2 separate regions of the Mus musculus genome follow, and region 2 is linked to region 1. A link is a contact called in public Hi-C data. All regions are on one chromosome and are shown on one strand. Each heading gives the region's core, a stretch centred on a gene start, on an enhancer-like site or on the middle of the called end of the contact. The rest is flanking DNA. Distances are from core to core; before and after follow the strand shown. Region 1 holds the start of Adipor2 (adiponectin receptor 2). Region 2 holds the start of Il17ra (interleukin 17 receptor A).

Region 1 (3,927 bases), core at 1,165-3,664:
ACTTTGCACCCCAACAGCAAATCACAGATAATAACCTAAACAACTGCATCTGACTATATCCCAGTTAACCTTGATTTACAACAGGCAGCAGGTAGGACTTGACCTGTAGACTGTGAAGTTTGTCAACTTCTGAATAAAGGGAATAAAAGTTTTATTGTTTTAAACAAAGCGTGACTTACACTGAGTACACTACATAATGATATTACTCATGGGAAATTTTTTTTCATTTGTTTTTAAGTTTAGACAATGAACTCAAGGATGGAAAAACACACTCTTTACGCTCCGGAAATCTTACTCTCATCCACAGAAGATAAAATCTGCTAAGTAGCCCAAAGCCTGAAACATAAACTGGTGGGTAGCCAGTTACAGAGAAACTGGGAAGGTATCTTTCATATTTAATTTGAATTTCTCAAAAAAATTTTATAATTTACCATCAATCTGCTGAAGCCTACAGGTGGAAATCCCTGCTGCTAAAATAATTTAGTTTACAGTTCGTTCACTGTGACAAATTTCAAAGAATGAAGAATTCTATTCTACAAGCAGTGTACAAATGAGCAGGATGTGTGACAAGATCTTAGAGTGGCCTGTGGTAAGAAGACACTTGAAACTTTAGAACTGACAAACATAATTCCCCCTTTAAAAAATTAAGGCTCTGAGCTTTATTTTTTGAGTTGTATTGGTGGTGCACATCCTTAATCCCAGCCCATGGGAGGCAGAAACTGGTGGATTTCTGAGTTCAAGGCCAGCCTAATCTACATGAGTTCCAAGACAGCCAGGGCTACAGAGTGAGACCATGTCAAAGGGAGGGCGGGCTTTGAGTAGAGCATCTGTCCATACCAGGATTCTGGACTCATAGGTAAGATTTAGAAATTAAAGCTTGCCTGAACTACATTGATCCTGCCTGTCTTCACAACATGGTAGGTGATTCATGCTAACACACAGAAGGCTGAAGCAGGATTCTTAATGTTTGGGCTACAGAGTGAGACCTGCACACCCTCACCCACGAACAAACAAAACAAATACACTTAGTTGGGAAGTGTTTTATGAACAAATAAATTTTAAAATCCTAAAAGACTGCAGTATTTTTACCTTGCTCCTTGGGGAGCAGGGGTAAGCATTCTGCTTTGGGGAAACACAATGAACACAGCAACACAAGAATTACAGGCCATCAAGTGAGATGGCTAAAGAGTATGCTTGCCAGGCAAATTTTCAAGACCTTGCCGCCTGAGTTCGATACCCGGAACCACATAAACGTAGACGATGATCAACTTTTACCAAGTTGTTCTCTAACCTCCACACGTGTGCCATGAACACAGGAGTCACACAGAAACACACCATAATAAACTGGATAATTTTAATTTTTTTAAAGTTTTTTTTTCTTTAAATGAGACAACCAGAGTAAAACATAAATGCAACTAAAAGATCATTTCCACTAAAATACTAAAACCACCAATGAAGCATTGTACCTACCAAATCCCAGGTGGTCATGTCATTTATCAAAAATTCATTGCTCAACGCTCTCGTGAAGTTTTCAAACTCCAGAAACAAATGTTTAAATCAAGGTCAAAAAAAACAAAAGAAGAGACTCATTAGCTGTCTGGTCTAGCGCTCCCTCGGACTCATCAAAACTTATTTTATAGCCGTTTCCAGCAATTCTCTAACAAGCTAACCACTGGCAAATAAAAACCCAAAGGGGCTCAGAACTGGGCCCAAGAACTATCCCGCAGTGACAGCCTGACGCGCCACCTAAGGAAAGGTGAGGGCAACCTTCCCATCCCAGTGGTTGGAAAAGTCGCGCTGAGCACAAGCCATCCGAAGCAAGCCTGCCAGAGAAATCCCTAGAAGTGGCAGAAGACACCAACTAGAAGTCGGGGCGGGAGGATTTCAGTCTCCGGCCATCGCGGGGGTACCGGCTCCGAAATCGACTAGAGACGGAGCGAGGGGCTTCGGACTCTGCCCCGCGGCGGGGACAGGGCAGCGGGCGCCCGCGACCGCAGCTGCACGGAGCGCGGCCCCGGCCCCCCCCCCCACCCCACCCCCCCGGCCGCTGCTTGGGCCCCGCACCAGGCGCGCGGCCGCAGGTCAGAGTTCCGGCCGCGCTCGGAGCCGGCCAGGCGCGCGCTCCCGGCCCGCGCCGGGGACACCTGTCCCTCAGCCCTCACCTCCTTCCGACCCGGGCAATCTGCTGAGCCCGGGAAGCCGCGCTCGAGCCACAGCCCTTCGCCCGAGTTAGCGGCCGTCTCACCGCGCGGCTCGGGCGCCTCGGGAAGCAGCGCCTCGGGGAGGGAGAGGGGGGGCGCGGAGGGAGGGGGCCGCTCGCTGGAGCCGCCACCGCCGCCGCCGCCACCGCGGTACCGCGTCGGGACTGTGCTCGCGCCGCCGCGACCGCCGCCGCCGCCGCCGCCGCGTCTCCCCGCCTCCGCGCCCGCGCGTAGCCGTGACGCGCATCGCACGAGGCGGGCCGAGCCAGTAAGACCACACCCCGTGCGCAGCCGCGCTGGCCTAAACCGGAAGCCTCCCCTCGGGAGGCTTTGGAAGCGTGATGCATCTTGGGAGTTGTAGTTCGGCCGGGTCCACAATGTAAACAGTGCGGGCAGAGTGCCTCGGAACGCTCACCCAGCTTCCTCGACGATTTCTGAAGAGATCTGAGAAGGGAGTGGGCCGCCACGGTTTAATGACTCGGGATGGAGCGTGTGTTTGTGTCAGCGGCCAACATAATGCTAGGCGTCGTCTTATGAAGGTTTCAGGATTCCGAAAGCGTTTAGTCAACTCTTCCTCAAACAGTAGGGCTTGTTTTTATTACCGTACTAACGTATGATTGATTTATGCCCTACCACTTCTAGAAGATATTCAAAATTATTTTCAATGGTCGATTGCAAACGACTTAAGCATTGTGTCTGTTTACCCAGAGGGAATGATTTGCTACGAGTGAGCTTTCCTATTGAACCAGAACAAGGAACTATAGGAGCTGGTGTGCAGAGGAAAAAAAAATGGTTTCTTCGTGTTCAGTTGTAAGAGGATTGTATCTGTCACACTCTTTAGTTCAAAACTTAATACACGTCAAAGTAAATTCGGAAGCTTTAGTTTAGACCTTGGAGGAAGCTTATTGTTCTTGCCTTTAGACCACAATCGGTCTCATAGCCAAGAAGCTAAAATGTGATGTTGAGCGATTGGAGGGAAGCAGACATGGAAAACTCTTCAACGAGGAAAAGCACTAGAGAGGTTAAAACAAGAGGATCTTGCATGTACCAGATCAGCCTGGTGTACATCGCGAGCCAGGCCAGCCTTGGCTATACAGAGTGTAAAACCATGTCTCAGAAAAAAAGAAACGAAAGAAAGAAAGGGAGAGAGAGAGAAAGACAAAGACTTGGCTACTAAGACTGAGAAAGACAATTGTACCTTTCCCATCAGAAAACAAATGCAGGCATTTGGGAATTATAAATGTGGCCCAAGGCTGGAAATATAGCTCAGTGGTAAAGCTATAGCCACTCCAAAAGCCTCGATTCCATCAATAACTTAAGGGGGGGGGGGGTGCGGGGGGAAGGATCCATAATAAATAGGGCAAAAAGAGAAGTTTTTTTTTCAGGCTGAATATAAGGTATCCCCTAAGGAAGACAGACTTAAGATAGACCATTATCTTACCAGGTATGGGGGCTCACACCTTAATTCCTAGCACGTGGGAACTGGTATAGGACGGCTGCAGTGAGTTCATGGCCAACGTGGGCCACAAGATGAGTTCCAGGTCAGCCAGGGCTAAAATGAGACCCTGCTTCAACAAAGGAAAACAAAACCCCCTCTCAAATCTTTCCTGCAGAGCTTTCTTTTAAGGATGCTTCTTTGATCAAAGCTTCTGTCTCCAGGAACAGGGTTTTTAAGAGAGCCCGCCATTTCCCCTCCTACCTCTCAGCTTGGCCTCTTGAACTGATC
Region 2 (3,754 bases), core at 51-2,550, 1.1 Mb after region 1:
TTCCTATCCAACCCCAGCTTTCCTTTCGGGAACCCAGTTCTCCGTGGCCGCTGGCGACTACACCTCCCGAGATGGGAATCAGCTCCCAAGAACCTTGGTAATAAAGAGAGAGCCCCTTGTTGGGTCTGAGAAAATAGCCAAAGGGTTTCAGTAAGACAAAAGTTTCCTTCTGCAAAACGGTGTACAGCCGTGTCTTACTGAGCGCATAAGCGCATCCAGTGAGAGTCGCGCTTGGTTTTATTCCCAACGTTAAGGGGTCCTGTGCCTTACTCCAGGTGGTCAGATCGTGGCCTCACATTCTTAGATGTTGCGGTTGATACCCAGAATGCAGTTTTTAGCAGCGGTGCAACCATGAGCACATATTTTCATTACAAGAAGTGTTAGTCTTGGAGAAATTTGAATTCCTAGTGGCTTCTTTGAATTTTTTTTTTCTCTCCAGGGGGTTCTAGAGGGCATCCCCAGGCCTTGTCAGAGACTCTGTCCGTTGTACTGCTCAGTCCCCCATCCTTCCACGCCTCTGCCCTCAGCCTGGCCTCAAACCTTCCTATGCTGTGTACCTTACCCAGCCAAACTGCACTCGGCGAGGCCACAGTGAGGCTCCTTGAAAGAGCTGGCTGTCTACACAGGCTGTCTCCGTTTCCCTCCTCTGATCCACTTTTAACCCTTCATACTTAGCAATGCTACCCCCCCCCCCCCACACACACACATCTCTGTTACAGAATGCCGTGTTTGCTTTAGTCCAGCCATGAGGTGACTAATTCACTGTCCAGGGTTTTGTTTTGTTTTGTTGGGTTTTTGTTTTGTTTTGTTTTGTTTTGTTTTTGAGTGTGCAAATGTATGATTCAACGCTGAAAGGGAAAAAATATAGTTTCATGGACTTGCTATATGAGACTTAAGCTACATGATCTGGCCATCAAAAACTAGAACTTTGTAGAAAAAACAAAAAAAACAAAAACGAGAAATAAGCATTACGACGATGCGATGGGCTTGTTTCTCCATAAAAACTGAAAGGGAGATTGAGCAAACAAACTCCTTGGAGTCCCGAGTCGGAAATTAGACTAAAATGATGAAACAGATCAGTGTAAACCGGGAGGGTACGATGGCGAGGACAGTCATAGCTCCACAGCAAGTTGACAGCGGGGCTCGGCTCCTTAAAACGGGTTCCTGGGCTCCTATCTTACTTAGCTGAGCAACATCCAAGGAGAGCCAAAGAGGCCAGGAGCACACCTGGGCCAAGGCGGAGGCGGGGCCAGAGGAAGGACAGCCCCCACCCAAGCCCCGCCCCGAGCGGCCCGCCCTCGGGGGAGCCGGAAGCGGGACAGAGGAGGCCGTGTGAAGCCGACGAGCGCCAGTCCTCGGCCGGGAAAGCCATCGCGGGCCCTCGCTGTCGCGCGGAGCCAGCTGCGAGCGCTCCGCGACCGGGCCGAGGGCTATGGCGATTCGGCGCTGCTGGCCACGGGTCGTCCCCGGGCCCGCGCTGGGATGGCTGCTTCTGCTGCTGAACGTTCTGGCCCCGGGCCGCGCCTCCCCGCGCCTCCTCGACTTCCCGGCTCCGGTCTGCGCGCAGGAGGTGAGAGAAGCCGGGCGGAGCGGGGATGCCCGGGCCGTCGGGGGTGGTGGAGAGGACGGCGGAGGGTGGTGAAGAGGTGTCAGAGGGGCGGGCGTCGGGAGGGCCGTCGGGAGTGCGGAGGGCTGTCAAAGGTGCTGAGAGCCGTCGCGAGTGCGAAGGGGCGGACGGCCCAGGCTCTGGCGGGCCCGGGGAGGCTGAAAGTCCGCCCTAGGGGCTCGGAGGACGGTCCCGGGCATGGGCGCAGCGTGGAGGCGCGCTGGCAGCGACTCCGGGAGTGGAGTCGCGGTGAGGGGGAGTTCTAGGGAAACTACGCGGGCGGCGGAGTCACTGGTAGCGCGAGGCGGGGTGACAATTCCGTCTGGGCCTCGGAATTGGAAGATGGAGGCACCAGAGGCTGGCAGCTCGGGATGGACATGGACCTAACCTTGGCAGGAGCTGAAATAATCTGGACTGGCCCCTAACTCCTTGCTTCCTGAGCAGTCAATCCTCCAGCTCTCCCATGCTCAGGTGCCCCAGCCTGGCCTCGGGGGTCCCCACAGGTTGGGTAGTGCGGGCGAGCCCAGTGCCCAGGGGAATCAAACAGGATGTGGGTTGAAAGATGCCGTCCATCCCATCTTTTTTTCACCACCACGTGTGTCCCAGAACCGAGCCTGCCAAAATTGAGTTAACATGTGTGGAAGTCTGCCAGTTTGTTACTGCCAGGGAGGACCACCCCACCCCCACGCCCCGCTGCGCTCTTAGGAAACTGACACACCCCTGGCGGTTGAACCTTACTTACTGTCAAAACAAAGCATAACAAAAAAACAGCGAACCTGTGCAAAACCTAGTGTCTGTTCCACGCATAAACTTTCCTCCCTGTCTCCCTTCAAGCCTTCTCTTCCTCCACTGGTTTTTCCAGCCCCTTCCCCTCCACTTCCACAGCTGACCCCAGGAACTGTGTCCAGTCGCTGAGTCGGAGGATATGAAACAAAAGGATAGTTCTTATCTAATTTTGTAGATTTACCAAAAGAGGGTGGGGAGAGGGTGACTATTTTTACTGGAAAAACTGTGTTTTTTAAAAAAGTCTGAGGGCTGCTGGGAAATGTCATAGTGCTCCCCGTACTGGGAAAGTCAGAGTGACATCTTCAGACAGGGCCAAAGTGTCAAAACATAGAGGATTGCTGTTTGTGTCTGGCTAGTCCTTTGCCAAGGGCCTCACGATACAAGTAAACTGAAAGTAGAGAAAGATGATTCCTGGGACTGCAGTGTCCAGGATGAAGTTGTCTTGGATGTAGGAACGTCTTGCAAGAGTGCTTTGCACAATCGGTGTGTGCAGAATCCAGGGAGGAGAAAATGACCCCCAGCTGGGCTGTTTCTCACTGAAAAGACATTTGAGCAGTTCTGTTCCAAACCAGGAGCCTCAGAAACATTTCGCTTAAAGCGTTCAAAAATCTCACTGGTGGAACGGTACCTGAAACAAGCAGGGTCAAGTGGAAGATGGGGGCATCTGTGGAACAGCAGAGAGAGATGGGTGGGAGCTGAGCCAAAATTTTAGGCTGTGAGGTCTGTGGAAGTTCACCCAGACCCTCAGCTACAGTCCCTGCCATAAATCTTGGGGGTCTTAGTTTTTTTAGTTTTTATTTATTTATTTTGAGTTGAGTTTTAGTTTAGTTTTAGTTTTTATTTATTTATTTTGAGTTTTTGTTTGTTTGTTTTTGTTTTGTTTTCCAGACAGGGTTTCTCTGTGTGGCCCTGGCTGTCCTGGATCTCACTCTAGACTAGGCTGGCCTCAAACTCCACCTGCCTCTGCCTCCCAAGTACCATGACCCAGTCACAGTTTTTATTTTTAACTTAGATTTTGGTTTTTGGTTTTTTGGGCTTTTTTGCTTGTTTGTTTGTTTTATGTGTGTTTTGCCTTCATATATGTAAGTGCGCCACATGTATGCCTGGTGTTCATGGAATTAAGAGGACATGGATCTTCTGGAACTAGAATTACAGGAGGTTGTGAGCCACCATATGGGTGCTGGGTCTCTCTGTAGGACAAGTGCTCTTCACTGCTGAGCCTTTCATCTTTCCAGCCTCCTTTACTTGGGAAGCTGCTGGCGGCTACATTTCTCTGCAGCCTCCCTTCTGTCTTCTCCTCTATTGCCTCACAGACAACTGGGCTCCACAGGCCGACGGCTTCCATTTCTGTTGGCTTTGAAG

The links. Hi-C and Micro-C count contacts between places; a contact is called where the count stands out from the background.
Region 2: a contact with region 1 is called in a Hi-C map of CD4 T cells, with 3 times the contacts expected there. The contact joins the promoter of Il17ra here to the promoter of Adipor2 in region 1. A contact is called at or near these places in 1 of 484 Hi-C or Micro-C datasets (CD4 T cells) and 1 of 115 datasets of contacts at active chromatin or transcription factors (pancreatic cancer cells).

What each region holds. Positions count from the first base shown.
Region 1 is chr6:119,386,320-119,390,246 of GRCm38.p6, forward strand. It overlaps Adipor2 (adiponectin receptor 2), which reads right to left and starts at 2,415. Exons shown (of 8, transcript NM_001355692.1): 1 at 2,163-2,415.
Region 2 is chr6:120,461,897-120,465,650 of GRCm38.p6, forward strand. Il17ra (interleukin 17 receptor A) reads left to right here and starts at 1,301. Exons shown (of 13, transcript NM_008359.2): 1 at 1,301-1,570. The coding sequence starts at 1,433.